Regions from separate parts of the Mus musculus genome. Here regions 2, 3 and 4 are each linked to region 1. Evidence: chromatin contacts called from public HiChIP or PLAC-seq and promoter capture Hi-C data. All regions are on one chromosome and are shown on one strand. The core of a region is the stretch at or near the end of the contact, and the rest is flanking DNA. Distances in the headings are between cores, read along the strand shown. Region 1 holds the start of Eif4a1 (eukaryotic translation initiation factor 4A1). Region 2 holds the start of Clec10a (C-type lectin domain family 10, member A). Region 3 overlaps Gm40039 (a long non-coding RNA gene). Region 4 holds the start of Asgr1 (asialoglycoprotein receptor 1).

What was found. HiChIP or PLAC-seq counts read pairs in DNA pulled down with a chosen protein or histone mark. Capture Hi-C pulls out chosen DNA fragments and counts their contacts.
Region 2: a contact with region 1 is called in an H3K4me3 HiChIP or PLAC-seq map of bone marrow-derived macrophages, with 3 times the contacts expected there. The contact joins the promoter of Clec10a here to the promoter of Eif4a1 in region 1. A contact is called at or near these places in 2 of 115 datasets of contacts at active chromatin or transcription factors (bone marrow-derived macrophages and pro-B cells).
Region 3: a CTCF HiChIP or PLAC-seq map of the NIH/3T3 cell line shows a contact between it and region 1, with 6 read pairs. The contact joins the enhancer-like site here to the promoter of Eif4a1 in region 1. A contact is called at or near these places in 7 of 39 promoter capture datasets (cranial neural crest, frontonasal cranial neural crest, hematopoietic stem and progenitor cells and 4 more), 2 of 15 datasets of contacts at CTCF or cohesin (the NIH/3T3 cell line and embryonic stem cells), 6 of 484 Hi-C or Micro-C datasets (the G1E-ER4 cell line, the N1E-115 cell line, cortical neurons and 2 more), 3 of 115 datasets of contacts at active chromatin or transcription factors (the 230-238 cell line, astrocytes and embryonic stem cells) and 4 of 9 other capture datasets (adipose tissue, embryonic stem cells, liver and 1 more).
Region 4: a contact with region 1 is called in a promoter capture Hi-C map of liver. The contact joins the promoter of Asgr1 here to the promoter of Eif4a1 in region 1. A contact is called at or near these places in 1 of 484 Hi-C or Micro-C datasets (memory CD8 T cells), 1 of 115 datasets of contacts at active chromatin or transcription factors (embryonic forebrain) and 3 of 9 other capture datasets (adipose tissue, liver and pancreatic islet).

What each region holds. Positions count from the first base shown.
Region 1 is chr11:69,670,527-69,673,931 of GRCm38.p6, forward strand. Eif4a1 (eukaryotic translation initiation factor 4A1) reads right to left here and starts at 1,897. Exons shown (of 11, transcript NM_144958.4): 1 at 1,753-1,897; 2 at 402-450; 3 at 89-221. The coding sequence starts at 1,775. Senp3 (SUMO/sentrin specific peptidase 3) reads right to left here. Exons shown (of 11, transcript NM_030702.4): 11 at 2,584-3,110. The coding sequence ends at 3,000.
Region 2 is chr11:70,164,760-70,168,164 of GRCm38.p6, forward strand. It overlaps Clec10a (C-type lectin domain family 10, member A), which reads left to right and starts at 1,864. Exons shown (of 10, transcript NM_010796.3): 1 at 1,864-2,057; 2 at 3,058-3,245. The coding sequence starts at 3,185.
Region 3 is chr11:69,256,972-69,260,376 of GRCm38.p6, forward strand. Gm40039 (a long non-coding RNA gene) reads right to left here. Exons shown (of 4, transcript XR_879967.2): 3 at 1,747-1,887. Among named protein-coding and RNA genes, the nearest start is that of Gm40039, 3.4 kb to the right of the region's middle. Within about 2 kb of position 1,545, at least 58 of the 459 cell types and tissues checked have an H3K27ac peak or open chromatin away from gene starts, as enhancers often do. A contact at or near this core is called in the G1E-ER4 cell line, the NIH/3T3 cell line, adipose tissue and 2 more, where this site is marked.
Region 4 is chr11:70,052,426-70,055,830 of GRCm38.p6, forward strand. Asgr1 (asialoglycoprotein receptor 1) reads left to right here and starts at 1,930. Exons shown (of 9, transcript NM_009714.3): 1 at 1,930-2,063; 2 at 2,456-2,541. The coding sequence starts at 2,475.

The DNA.
Region 1 (3,405 bases), core at 647-3,146:
ATCCAAGAAGGATGTTTCCTCCCGGTTGCTATGCCCACCAACTCCCTACCACTCTGTCCAGTCCAATCTAGTCCAGTACAAGTCTTACCCTTGATACAAGGAAGAATAGCTCGCTGCTGGATGGCAGAGGGCTTCTCAAAACCATAGGCATAAATACCACGGAGGAGGGACTCTGAGAGATTCATGTCATCAAAGCTATCCACAATCTCGTTCCAGTTACTCTGCAGGATTAGGAAAAAAAAAAACTTAGGCACTTCGAGTAACGTGTTTACACTAAAGCTGGAGTCACCTCATCCTACAGGTTGCTCTGTTCTACCACTCCAAATGTCTAAGGTCACTGTCACGCTAAGGAAGTGCCTGTTCTGACAAAATAAAGTGGGAACCGCAGGTTCTGGTCTTACCTCGATGACGCCTTCCGGCTCCATCCCGTCGGGGCCATTGTCTCTGGATCTGTTGATTCAAAGCACTAGTTTTGCTTCATGCCTTGACCAGAGTGGAAGCAACCAGCCCATTCCCGATCCAACTCCCATGTACTCCCAAAGAACCATCAAGAGGCACTTCATAGAGTGACGCTCCTTTAAGATCAAGCGGCTGTAAAGGACTTCATTCACACACACATTCACACTCTCTCTCTCTCTCTCATACACAAAACGCCGAGATGCGGTCTTTGCAGCCAGGCCCACATGTTCTAGGTCTGGTGGATCAAAGCGCGTGCACCTCCTGGATGAACACCAAGGCCACCGGAAGTCCCGCCTTCCACCTCCGAGTTCCGTGGGTGGGCCATCCCCTTCCCCCCACGTCATGCCGCCCGCGCCCTCCCCCACTCCCTCTGGCCGGCCCCCCTCCACAGTACCCGGATGTGGGAGGCCGCGGGCGGTGGCGGCCTCGCGCACAATGAGCCCCAGCCGCGCTCGCAAAGGGGGAGATTGCACAACAGACAAGCGAAACAGGCTGGGGGAGGGGAATCTCTCAAGCGGCCATGTGCTCATTCGCTCCGCCACTCGGCGGCGTCTCCCCCGCCATGGAACAATCCGCAACCCGCCCGCCCCCGTCGAGAAATGGCGTCGCCCTCCCATACCTCAGGCCGCTCACCCCCGAAGGAAAGTGGACCTGCCCATCCGCAGTTTGCCAATTGCCCGGCTTGTGCGGCAAAATGGACCCGCCCGCCAGGCGCCGGGTGGGTTCCCCGTGCCTCACGCGGCCGCTCCTCCGGGTTAGGCTCTTTCCTGGCCGTCAAGAAGGCCAGCGCCCTGATCGGCCGGTTTCTTCTTCCCCGACCCACATTCCAAGCGCGACGGAGGGACTCGCTGAAGACCGGGGCACCCCTGCTTGTCGCGAGTGGTACCGCCAGAACTCTCCGGAACCCTCGCTCGCACGCCCTGCCCGACACAGGGAGGCAGCCAGACCAGCCGGCTCCGGGCCGCGCAGCCGCCTCTTTCCCACGTTATGTCGCGACCTCATCTTGCCTTTCAGTATCCGAGCTTCGCGTACGGCGTTCCCACAGGCCGAGGCCTCGTGACGAAGCTCGCGCCCTCCGCCCTAGCCAGGTCGTCCTTCCCCGTAACCACACTGGGGTCAGCGGCGGCCATGGGAATCTCCCCCACCCCCCCAACCCCGGACGGTTCCTCCCGGCTCGGTTCTCCCGCAACCTGGTAGGTTCGGTGCGATGGGCCTCTCAACTTCCCCACGGCGGGCCCTTTGGAGGGAACTACGGGGTAAGTAGCCATAACCTTTTGCAAAAGCCTTTCTTACCGAGAATCCTGACTCGCAGACATGATCCTTAGAATCTAGGGCGGAGTGCCCGCCTATCGACAACTTATAGAGCGTCCGACCCCGCCCCAGCCATCGCATTGGCTTGGCCACCTCTGCCCCGCCTGCCGGCGCTCTGCAACTCGACGTGACGTTACTTTGTAGGCGCTTTAGTTCGGACGCCCTATTGGGTAGTTTGAAAGCCCATCATGGCCTAGCCCCGCCCTATGGCCTCATTGGCTGAAGGGTCCGCCTTTCTCGCTGGTGCGGAAGTGACATACTTAAGTCGGGCCTCGCGGCGGGGCAGCCATCTTGGAACCCAGCACCTTTACACGTGCGGAGGCGATCGTGCCTTAGTCATGTGGCTCAGCAGGTCCTATCAAGCGACGGGGGTGAGGCCTTAGCCTCCAGGAACTTCCGGGCAGTCTGGACTGCCACTTTCCTTTACCTGGGTTTTCTTTACAGGACAAGTTTTATTTATTCTTCCGTTCAGGAAAATATTGTAGCGATATCTCATTGGATAGTAAGTTTCCCCGACTGGAGACAAAAAGGATGGAACCCACTTTTGGGTTAAAGGGCATAGGGGGATAAGCTGTCAAGGATTGTCCCACTCAATCACTGGTTCATTTAGTATGTTTCCAGTTTCTCCTGGGCTTCCTTACATGAATAAGCGAGTCTTAATTCATATTTACTGCCATCTGCTCCCCGGGGATGGCATCTATCGAAAGCTGGACTCTCAAGCCCTGAAATGGGGATCGCTAACAGTGTTAGCTGGAAGAAGACCTGAGATAAAGCACAGCCACTATTTTGAGGCCCCTTAAGGAAGACCACCACTTGCATATCTTCAAAGGATCCTTTATTGACCAGAGCAGGACCGTGGCATTTTTATATATATTTATATATATAAAAAAAAGTTTGAAGATCGGGCAGGCAGTAATCCCTTTGCGCGTCCACCACCCCCACACTGTTTTCCTGCCCTCTGAACATGGAAGGAGGAATGGCTGCTCCACCTAGGCCACAAGGCAACATTCTCCTATAGAGGGAGAAAGAGGCTTGCTTTTATGTGGCCATTCCCTTCCCATCAGAAATCAATATACTCGCAGCAAAAAAAAACAAAATACAGAAACCAAACATTTAAATATGAAAATCCAAAGGGAATTGGGTAGAGAAACAAAAAGGAACTAGAGTTTCTTGGGAAGGGTCTCCCTTTCCCCTGCCCACTGATGGGCTAAGGGTCTGGGGTATGAGGCTCACACAGTGAGTTTGCAGTGACACAGTTCCTTGTAGATCTGACGACGGAGTTTGGGCATGTCCTGCTGGGTGAAGCTGAATGGCTGAGACAGGGCCAGGTGCTTGCAGTACTGGGTGTTAACAAAGTAGACCATGAGAACAGTTTACTGAGCACCCTCCCAAGTCAGGACCTGTGCTACACATTTCACACAAAATACATCTTAATTTCTCAGAAAATATCTGTTTCTCATACACACTGCCATTATAGACTAAGCCTGGGGCTTCAACAAGCCTACATAATATATCTGGTGTTTAAACTGGAAAATATATTTAGTTGGATGTTGGGAAGCCTCTATATCAGGACCAAAGCCAGAGATACAGTCCCAACTGAGGATGGAGAAAACCAATGAAACCAGGGTTTCTGTG
Region 2 (3,405 bases), core at 614-3,113, 490 kb after region 1:
GTAGTATTGATCTTTGATTGACAACATGCTAATCAGAACAGTAACAAAAGCAGGAGCAAATCCAAACTGGAAACAACCTACATGTTGAACATCAAGAAAATGTTCAACAGATAAATGGCTGCCCACGAGATGAAATAAGACAAGGGGCAACTAAAGCATACTTGATATAGAGGGAACTCTCTGCTCTGCCTTTAATTTAACAAGCAAGATCCATAACACAGCCCTACTAGCCCTTCATTTAAAAGGGATGTGTGCACAGATTCAGGACAGCCTCTTCAGGGAAGTGGCAGGGCTGGAAGCATGGATTAGAAACATGTTCTGAAGACGGAACATGCTCAGAGAGCCAGGCCGGGATGGCTGGCAGCATTGGAGTTGGCTTCTGTCTGTCTTCCTCATGAGCCTCTTGGCTTAGGATACATCACAAAATGCTCTAATCCCTGATGCATTACCCAAACACCACTCACCTACGTTACTTGTAGGAACTGAATTGTTAACTTAGGGAAGGGCTTCATGTTAGCGACTGGCTTTCATTGTAGCAATCTTTTGGAATGATTATCTTTCAGAGAGCTGAGGTGTTGAGGGCTATGGCAACTTAACTACTGAAGTGATAGTGACAGGTATGAACCTCTCTGGTACTCAGGCTACCTTGAGGGGAGGACGAGCAGAAGCCACATAGTGACCAGAGCTGTTTATTAACTCCAGTTAACGGAGGCAAGCAAGACTCAAAGAGCTTGTGCCACATTTCTTGTCATCTTAAGCCCTAGTGAACCCTTGTAGCCATTTCACCCTATCAGCGGGAGAACATGTCCACAGGTGGCTCAGAAGACAGCATGTGATTGGTGCAAATCCAGCCTGCTGTTGGCAATAAGGAACATGTGATTGGCAAAACTACCTTTGCTATGCCTGCTTTCTGGTTCATTCTTCTGGTTATCGAGAAGAAACCCTAGTGGGAATCCCCTGATGTTGCAAACGTAGGCCCAGTTAAAGTTTTCACCCAATGCCCTTCTCCTTGATTGCTCTTGATATTCACTGACAGTCAGGCAGGCTGCACTGGTGATGTGAGGGGTAGACAGTGCCACAGCAGGGGCAAGAGAGGACAGCTAAGAGATTCCAAAGAGTGGCCAGGTAAGGGAGGCAGGAGGCAGAGATGGTGTAGGTCACAAAAGGAAACCTCATTGCAGGAAAGGCTGCGAAATACCAAGGTAGGGGCCTGCGTGCAAGCCATGGTCGTGGCAAGAGTTACACGGAGCTGCTAAGCCCCACGGGCCAAGGGTCTCCACACCTGAGCCTTGAGATCGGTGACAGTAGCCGGCACTCACCCCTGCAGGTGCTTCTAGGAGCTCAGGATTACAGAAGCAGGTGGGTGCCAGGCATTAGCAATCAAATCCCAGAGCAACAATCCCCTCCAATCTGAGCACCCCAAGGCCTAAGTCAGCCCCCTAGAACTCAGAAACAACAACCTGCAGTTCAGGACTTGAGCTGGGGCCCAGGCTCTTGACTTGCCAACTCATGATGCCCATCTGAAACAGAGTGAAGGAGGCCTCGATAGCTAATTGGTTGGTCGTAGTCAGATGATGAGGACTCGTGCTAGGAATGTGCTTGAGAGTTAATGATGAGATATGGATGATTCTTGGAAATATATAGGCAGGAAGTAAATGAAGATGCGGGGCATAAGATAAAACTGCAAGCTGTTCTTTTTGGTCAATCCCTCACCCCAACACTCTTAAAATGAGGAAGTCACAAGAGCTCCCAGAAAGAGGAATGGAAGAAGGCACACCCTTGAGGACAAGTGCAGAGTTAGTCCCAAACCCAACTCCACCCCATAGCCTTGTCACGTGCACCAATCACCATCTGCTCAGTATTATTTATGGTTAAGACTTGAAATCGGATGTCCCAAAATACAGACCACTGGGCACAAAACCCAGCAAGACTCTGTCTTGTGTGCTTGTGGCTTCTGCTTGTCCCTCCCACACCAACCCTCCGGGATATAGTTCTCAACTCTGACTGAGTTCCTGCCTCTGGTCACTGCTGCACAGGGAAGCCAAGACTTCACACTGGTAACTGGGCCAGGGTTGCCAGGGAGACCAGTGGGGCAGGGAACGTGCAAGACGCTTCACAGAGAGGGAGGACGTTGGGCTTGGATGACCTAAGTGGAAAGAGATACAAGAGGAGAGTGTGGGATTTAATTTCCCTTGATTGGATTATGGGTGCCTCGATTCCAAGGGAGACAAAGACCCAGATGCAGCCCCAGTTGGGGATCCACTGCAGCCAACCTTCCTCTCAGTCTAGCCCTACTCTAATCTCAGTGTTAGCCCCAAATCCAGTTTGGGCGTTTGAATCAGCCCTGATTGAAAATCAAATTGAACCCTATTCTGCTTCCAGATTCACTGCAAGCTCGGGTCCAGGTCCTCCCCTGGCTCCTGAGTGTAGGTGTAAATCCCAGGAAGGGCGCAGCCTCAAGACCTGACCCATAGCAGACCTAACAATAGCAATAAGTTCAGCTTTTGATATTACCTCCAAATTATAAACTCAACTGAACTGTACTACGTCCAATCCTGGCCCCATTTCTAATTCAATTGTAAGCTAGCTCCCTTCAAAAAAAGTTTTTAATTTGCTTTTTTCATTTCCTCTGTCTTCCTTCCTTCTTTTTCCCTTTCCTCCTTCCTTCCTTTCTCTCCCCCCCACCCCCCCCCCAAAAAAAAGCTGAGGACTGAACCCAGGTCCTTGTCCTTGTAGGCAGTGCTCTACCACCAAGCTAAATATATACCTCTTTCATTTTTCAATTTTAATCATTTATTTATTTAATGTGTGTGAGAGTTTTGCCTGTGTGTACATGTGTGCTCCTGTGTGCCTGTTGTCCACAGAGGTAAGAAGCGGTTATTGGATCTCCTGGAAATAGAGTGAGCTATAATGAATGGTTATGAGCTGCCAGGTCGATCCTGGAAACTGAACCCAGGTTCTCTGAAAGAACAACAAATGCTCTTCACCACTGAGCCGTCTGCCCAGCCCTCTCCAGGCTGCCTCATTCTTGCTCTAACATGGCATATCCGACTTCAGTTCCAGGCTTTACCTCATTAAAGCTTCTAGCACTCTCCTTGGTCCCAGATCCGTATCTGTCTGGATCCTGGTGTCTTGGTTTCCGTCCAGACAGCCCCAGAGGCCTCGTGTTTGTTCAAGTGTAACAATGATATACGAAAACCTCCAGAACTCAAGGATCGAGGAGAAAACCCAAGAGCCTGGTAAAGGTGAGAGCAGAGCCCATACTCCTGGCCCAGCATCTTCACTTGTCCCCAATCTGTGTGTGTGTCCACCCTGGGCAGAGCTGTGTGCTTGAGTCTGGTGGATGCTGGACTCAGGACCCAGGACCCATTGTGAAGAGGATACAAGGTCCTTAGGAAGACAGGG
Region 3 (3,405 bases), core at 295-2,794, 410 kb before region 1:
ACTGGCAGGCTGTCTTCTTCCCTCAGTACAGCCCGGACTGTATGATAGCGCAGGAGTCCATTCTCTTGCAGATCCGCCACCAAGGGCATCCCCAGAGGTAAGGCTCTGATGCCTCAGGCTTGAGCAGTCTGTAGAGACCATGTGTACCCAGGGTTCCTTTGCCCATGGTTCTGTGGAGACCATAATAAGGCAATACTGCTCTCTCTGGGGCTCAGTTTCCCTCGTGGGAGCTGACATCAGAGTGGTGGTGGTGGCAGGAGGGCAGCAGAGGCAGCCACTGGGTTGGAGTGACAGCTGGGATTTGCAGAGGGCTGCACCTGCCTCTTTAGGCTTTTCAGCAAGCTTCCTTCTCTGGCTGACCACAGGGCCAGACCATAGATAACAGATCTTCCTCCTAGGGTCCTACAGCTCAGAAACTCTGCCACCCGGGACCCTTAGGCCCATCTGCCTCCCAGGAGCCTCCCTTGAGCCTAGGACAACTTGACTCTCAACAGGAAAACAGCCCTTTCCTTCTTTTTTTCTCCTGACGTATCTTCTCCAGTTTTGAATTTGCTGGAAACGATCAGCTTTGTTGCAGTTTCATTGCTGTCTGTCTCTGTTTGCTCATTTGCGTGTGATAGGTTTCAGAGACGAGAGGCAAGTGAGAGGTACGAAACCTGGCATCAGTGAAGTTACTGAGCTGTAATTTTCCAAGGCCTTACATTTTCAGTGTCGTTTCTATTCCATCATCTTTTTATCTTTTTGGATAGTTATGACAGTTGATTCCTGACGTTCTAGTCCATTCTCAATTAACTGCACAATCCCGACATGTTTTCTTTGGAATTGTACTTTCAAACCACAAAGTATTGTGGGAATGCGATGTGATCAGGACTATAAATAGCAGCAACTGCATGCTTTTGAATCAAGAAAGATGTTTTAAATTGATCTAGATGTACTGTATGCAGACTACCAGGCCTTAGGGTGGAGTCCTGGTATCTAGACTCTGAAAAAAAACAATATTGTCCACCAGGGGGAGCTGTAGACCATGTTTAAGTTATTTATTTATTTATATTTTTCTTTTGTTTTGTTTTGGGTTGGGTTAGTTTTTGTTTTGTTTTAGAGACTGTTGCTTTATGTCTTTCTTGAGCCACTTTCGAACATGATTCTCTGGACAGTGGGTTTAGAGAAGGCAGAAGAGCGTCCTGGGTAGGGCAGGGAACCTGACTGTAGGCCGGTCTGGTTCCAGGTAGACAACTCTGGGGTTATCGGGTTTGACTCTTCCCCTGTAACCGGCTTTGTTGACCACGAGGCTTACCTTTATTTACTTTTTAAAATTCATTTTTTGACAAGTTCACACATGTATATAATACATTCCGGACACACGCATTCTCTTTCTTAGCTTCCTCCTACCCCAGTCTTCCCCACAAGCCCCCCTTCCATCACTGTGTGTTTAGTTTTGTTCTGTGGCCCAGTATGTTTAACCAGGGCCACCTGCATAAGTACACACACCTCACTAGTGGGTGGCTTCATCACCCAAGCAAGATAAGGACTCCCTTCCCCGCAGCAACATTGGCTGCCCATAGGGGGAGCCCTTCCCCACCCGTGAGTGAATGCTGGCAGTTCCAGTCTTGTGTAGTCCAAGTGCAATGGCTATGGGTTCCTGAGTGCAGTGGCCATCTCACGCCCAGAACAGCACTTCCCAGCTTCCCTCCCCATCCTCTGGCTCATACCTTCTTTCCACTTTCCTCTTCTGTGATGTTCCCTCACCTTGGCAGGATGATCTGGATATCCTGTTGATAACTGAGCACTCAACAGTCACTCTCAGCATTTTGACCAGCCATGAATCTGCAGTAAGCATCATTCACTGAGAAGAGAGCCTTCTTTGACACAACTAGGAGCAACACTGGCCTATGAGTATAAACACAAATATTTAGGAGGTGGTTTGACAAGACTTAGCAAGACAGAAGTAGTGTATTCACCCTGAGGGCCTAGGGCCTCTCCAGCTACGGACTTTGAACCGGGTCCAAAGTATCAAGTATGAATGCCATCTTGTGTGGCAGACCTCAGATCCTCTCGGGACACAGGTGGTTACCCCCATGACAATCATGTCACTATTGCATTAGTGGACACATCTTGCCTAGCAGGTTGGTATGGAGGCACACAAAGGAGAGTCTCCTTTCATGGTGGCAGATGTGGCTGCGAGGCTCCAGCCTCTCATCCTCCCAGACTTAAGTTAAAATAGCCCTACTTGCCTGGAGACTTCAACGAACGTCTAAAGTTCAGCTTTCAATGCAGGACGCTCCCCTAGAAATCTCTGTAACCTTACCTCAACATCCACAAGGGAGTTGTATGCATGAGCCACCACAATAGAAACTGGTCTATCTTGGTCAAGGATTCACCCTGAAACCTAACTCTGTCACCAGGCAATGTGATGGGTTAGCCCGAGTTACATAGGGCTAACGGTGGAGCCAATGTGACCCAGGTGACAAGAACTGAGAAAGCCACATAAACCCTGCTCTGCTACCAGGATGGCTGAGTGGGAGGGCACTGCACAGCCCTCAGAGAGCAGGCTGGAAGGAGAGGATGGGCAAGACCCAAGACACACAGAGGGATTCGTGAGACCAACACAGGTCTCAGGATCAGCTTCACACCCAAAGAGACTCCTTCCTTGAAGTGTGACGAATGGGCAGTCTACAGTGATGACTTCGGCGTTGTGGCACTGGGAGGTGACACAGTCAGGGTTTGGCTTGTGGCTAAGGGGATGCTGGCAGGTCTGCTGAAAATGGAGGAGAAAACTAGACAAGCAAAAAGCCAAAGGATGGCCGGGGTGTGTGGGGATGCCGCTGTCACTAGAATAAAAAGCTCAAACACTGGTGGGGTAGAGGGTGTCCTGTTGCTCAAGGAGTGGTGGCAGACTTCAGGGGGCCTGGTGGGAGAGAGAAATGAGAAGCCCCTCAAAGAGCAAAGAGGATGCTGAGCTCAGACTCCAGCTCTGGGCTTTACAGAGTCTAGGATGAGAGTGTTCGGCAAAAATAGTTAGCACAGAAGTTAGCCCAGGTGGAGTGGTGCAAGCCTTTAATCCCAGCAGAGGGAGGCAGAAGCAAGTGGATCTCTGTGAGCTCAAGGCTATCCCAGTAAACTAGAGCTACAAGTGAAACCTTGTTGGGGGTATAAGGGTGTTGGGGGGAGAGAAAAAGAGAGAGAGGAAGAAACTTCAGATTGAACAAGCAGAGTGTCCAGATGAAATTGTCTCTCCGCTCCCACTCAGATTACAACAAAAGAATTTTTAAAGTCATAAACCAAGAGCCAGAGAGATGACTCAGTGGTTAAGAGCACTGGCTGCTGCTCTCCCAGAGACTCTGGGTTTGACTCAGCACCCACATGGCATCTCCCAACAGTCTGTGACTCCAGTCCCAGGGAACCCAA
Region 4 (3,405 bases), core at 680-3,179, 380 kb after region 1:
AGACCAGAGGACGGCATGGAAATGATGGGCTGTGTGGTGCTAAGCCCACTGCCGTCATGTCAGGAGGACATTCAAGCAGCCTCGTGGACAGGCCTGTGTGGTGAGGAACAGAGGAGTCTAAGCAGCAACCCACAGTAACTTGCCTGTCCTATGAGTGAGTCACTTTGGCAGTTGATTTTCCAGCCTTAGTCCAGTCTTTCAACAAACACAGCACTGACTGAGATCATGGTTGTGTCCTCAGGAGAGATTATTCTGAGTCAGAACCAATGGTCGAAGCCGCACTTTAACCTTTACAGTGGAGATGGTCTGTGTTTATTGTTTAAGTTGCTAAGTTGTGGGGTACTTACTTTGTGGTAAATGACTGGTACACATATCCAATGGGATATATATATACATATGTATATATACTATGTTATATGTTATATATTATACTTATACATAGTATATGTATAATATATATTATAAAATGTATCTCTCTAAATAGAAATCTATTGAAAAGGGATGAAAAACTACACACACACTCATTCATACATCCACAATCCACACTTAACATTTATTCAAGCATGTGTGTTAACATTAGTCCAGTACTGCTCTCTGATCCATGAGCTTAGGGCATGGCTCTCAGGTATGAACTGTATTTCAAAATGCCTTCTTCCAGGACAATATGCAAATAGAAAGATGCAAAAATCCTGAGTTTACAGCATTTTCCAGTTTTACAAGCTAGGGCTGAGGTCTCTCTAGCACTGAGAGAGCAAGAGGCTCGGTGCCCCCTGCTAGTCCCTACCTCTATGAGTAGAGCTACTATTCAGACTGGATCTGTATCTGTTTGCTTGCCAGAATAAACTAGATTGTAAGTGGCAAAATCAGAGAGTGTTAAATTAATGGCCCAATTTTCACCAAAATCGCTGGCAGCAAGCCCGGTTCATGTAAACATGCGGATTTTTAGGACACAGACAAGCAAGGACGCACAGAGTAGTTGGATTTATGTAAGCGGCACCTTCCTGAATAGCTCACAGGCTCTAGACGGCCACAGAGGCCACTCCTCACTGTGGAGCCTAACAGGAGGAGGATTATATGTTGAATATTGCTCTTGTCCCAAGCCTGAGTTCTGACAGGCCTCTCTGAAGCTCTCAGGACCATGAGGGGCCATGTTTAAGCCTCTCTGGGGATTTGGGGACCTGGTGCGTGGGACAGCTAAGGATCCCATTCTGAGTGAGGTGCTGGAGGCAGCACACAGGTCACTGAGTTGGGCTGCCCGGGTGTTAGTCTGTGCTCTTCTGTGTAGTATGGCTTTGAGAAGCCCTTGTCTTCCAGAGCCTCAGCTTTCTTGCCTGCAGAATGGGTTGTTCTCTGGGGATGAGAAAGGTTGAAGTCCTGGGGCATATGGTAGAATCAGTGATTTCTTGGCCCTGATCCTAGAGGGGAGCTGCTCCTCCTGTTACCACTGCGCTGCTTGGAGGACTACCATAGAGTGAGTCAGTCAGGTTAGGGCTGAGGAGCCTGGAGCTGAGACCCCAGGAATCTACAGCTTGCAATTATAACACTGAGGTCACAGGGCAGGATTGGGCAAGAGCGGGGAATCAGTTGGTGCCTCTGATCCTGGTCAGGGATATTTGGAGATACGGACAATTCTGGGAAATTCAGGACCGAAAGGGGGAGGGCTCTGAGGGCAAGCAGCAAACTGTTCCCTAGCCTTTTAAGGCCTGTCTCACCCACAAAAAGGTAACAAGTATTGAACATGCGGAAGTGCATGCGTAGATGTGTGTGCCTCTGTGTGTGTGTGTGTGTGTGTGTGTGTAGACTCCCCTTTTCTGAGAAATAGAATAGAGGTCACCCATGCCTTCTTTCCTCCCCTATACCTCCCCAGTTCCAAGTCTACTCCTACCTCTGTTTATGGTTCAAAGTCCCGGTGTTGGTGATGCCAGGTTCAGCGTGCTCGGACACACATGGGCCCTGGATGGACCCTGTCCCCTCCCCTCCCATTGCCCAGGGCTCTTCACCTGGTTCTTCAGGCTTCAGCCCCCTCCTTAGCCTGGGCTCTTCGTGGTGCTGAGGGACCTTCAGTAAGTACAGCAGGAGGAGAAGGGATGGGTGACAGCCAAGAGAGAGTGGCTGTATGGGTTCACATGCGCAGTGTGTGTGAATGGGAGAGGAGAGATTTTTCTTAGACAGAATGTAGCCTTGGTTAGTCTGGAATGCACTCTGTAGACCAGGCTGGCCTCGAACCTACAGAGATCCACCAGACTCTGCTTCCTGAATACTGGGATTAAAAGCATGTGTCATCATGTCCAGCTAGAGGATAGATTTTTGGATGTCAGGCTTGGGAGCAGATAGGGTTAGGGGAGACAGAAAGTATGTCCACCTAGTCAGATGTAAAAGGGAACTGGACTTCATCCAGCTCTGAGTCTGTTAGCCTCGGCCTCAGCTCTAAAGGCTCTAAATTTGGCTGTCCTAGGTCCGGATCCAGTGCCATCATGACAAAGGATTATCAAGATTTCCAGCACCTGGACAATGATAATGACCATCATCAACTCCGGAGAGGTGAGAGGTGCTCCCTTTCAGAGAGGCGAGGGGTTCTCCCCTCTGGAGGAGAACATCAGTGGCTCTGTCCCTCCGACTCAGCTCCTGTGTCCTGTGGAGATCCCTAGCTCTGTTCCATACACTCAGAAAACAGTGGCTGCATCACTCTTGCTGGGACATAGGGTACAGGGCATAGTGTTGGCATCCTCAGTGACAGATGTCCAAGCTTCCTCCCAATGTTACCCATTTCTCAAGACCCCAGGCAGAGGGTGGCTCCAAGGTGTGGGGCCTACTGAAGGTCGGGGGCATGAGCTTATTGTCAGCCCCGTCTGAAGTTAGGTCCCTTTCTTCTTCAGTTTCAACAGTGTGTATGTGGAGGTGGAGGTGGGGATGGGAGGTGATCAGGATCAGTTTGACTTAAGGGACCCTTGGAGAGGGGGCTGAGGGTCTCAGCACGGATGAAAGATGAAGCATCTGCTCTCCCTACTTTGTCCTCTGAGCAGGGACTGTCGTGTGCCTGTACAAACAAATACAGAGCTCTTGAGGTATCCCAGGTGGGCAGTGTGCTTTTATGCAGGAAGGAGCACAGGAGGGGAAACGGGGCGGGGGGGGGGGGGCAGGAGGGAAAGCCCGCAGGCCAACCGACAGGACTGAGTGTCATTTTCTCCCTTGGTGGGAGAGGCTCACCTTTTCTCCTTGCATGCAACCAAAGACGCACAGGATTCACGGAAAGAGGAGGAAACCCACCCTTCCCACACTTTGGTGGAGCAATGACTCCCCAGGCGTGGTTCATCGTCTGTAATGACAATATTATGCCACAGGGTGGCAGCAGAGGTCCAGGGCTTCGGGAATGCTAGGGCAGGTCAAAGCTTTGCACTTCTGATA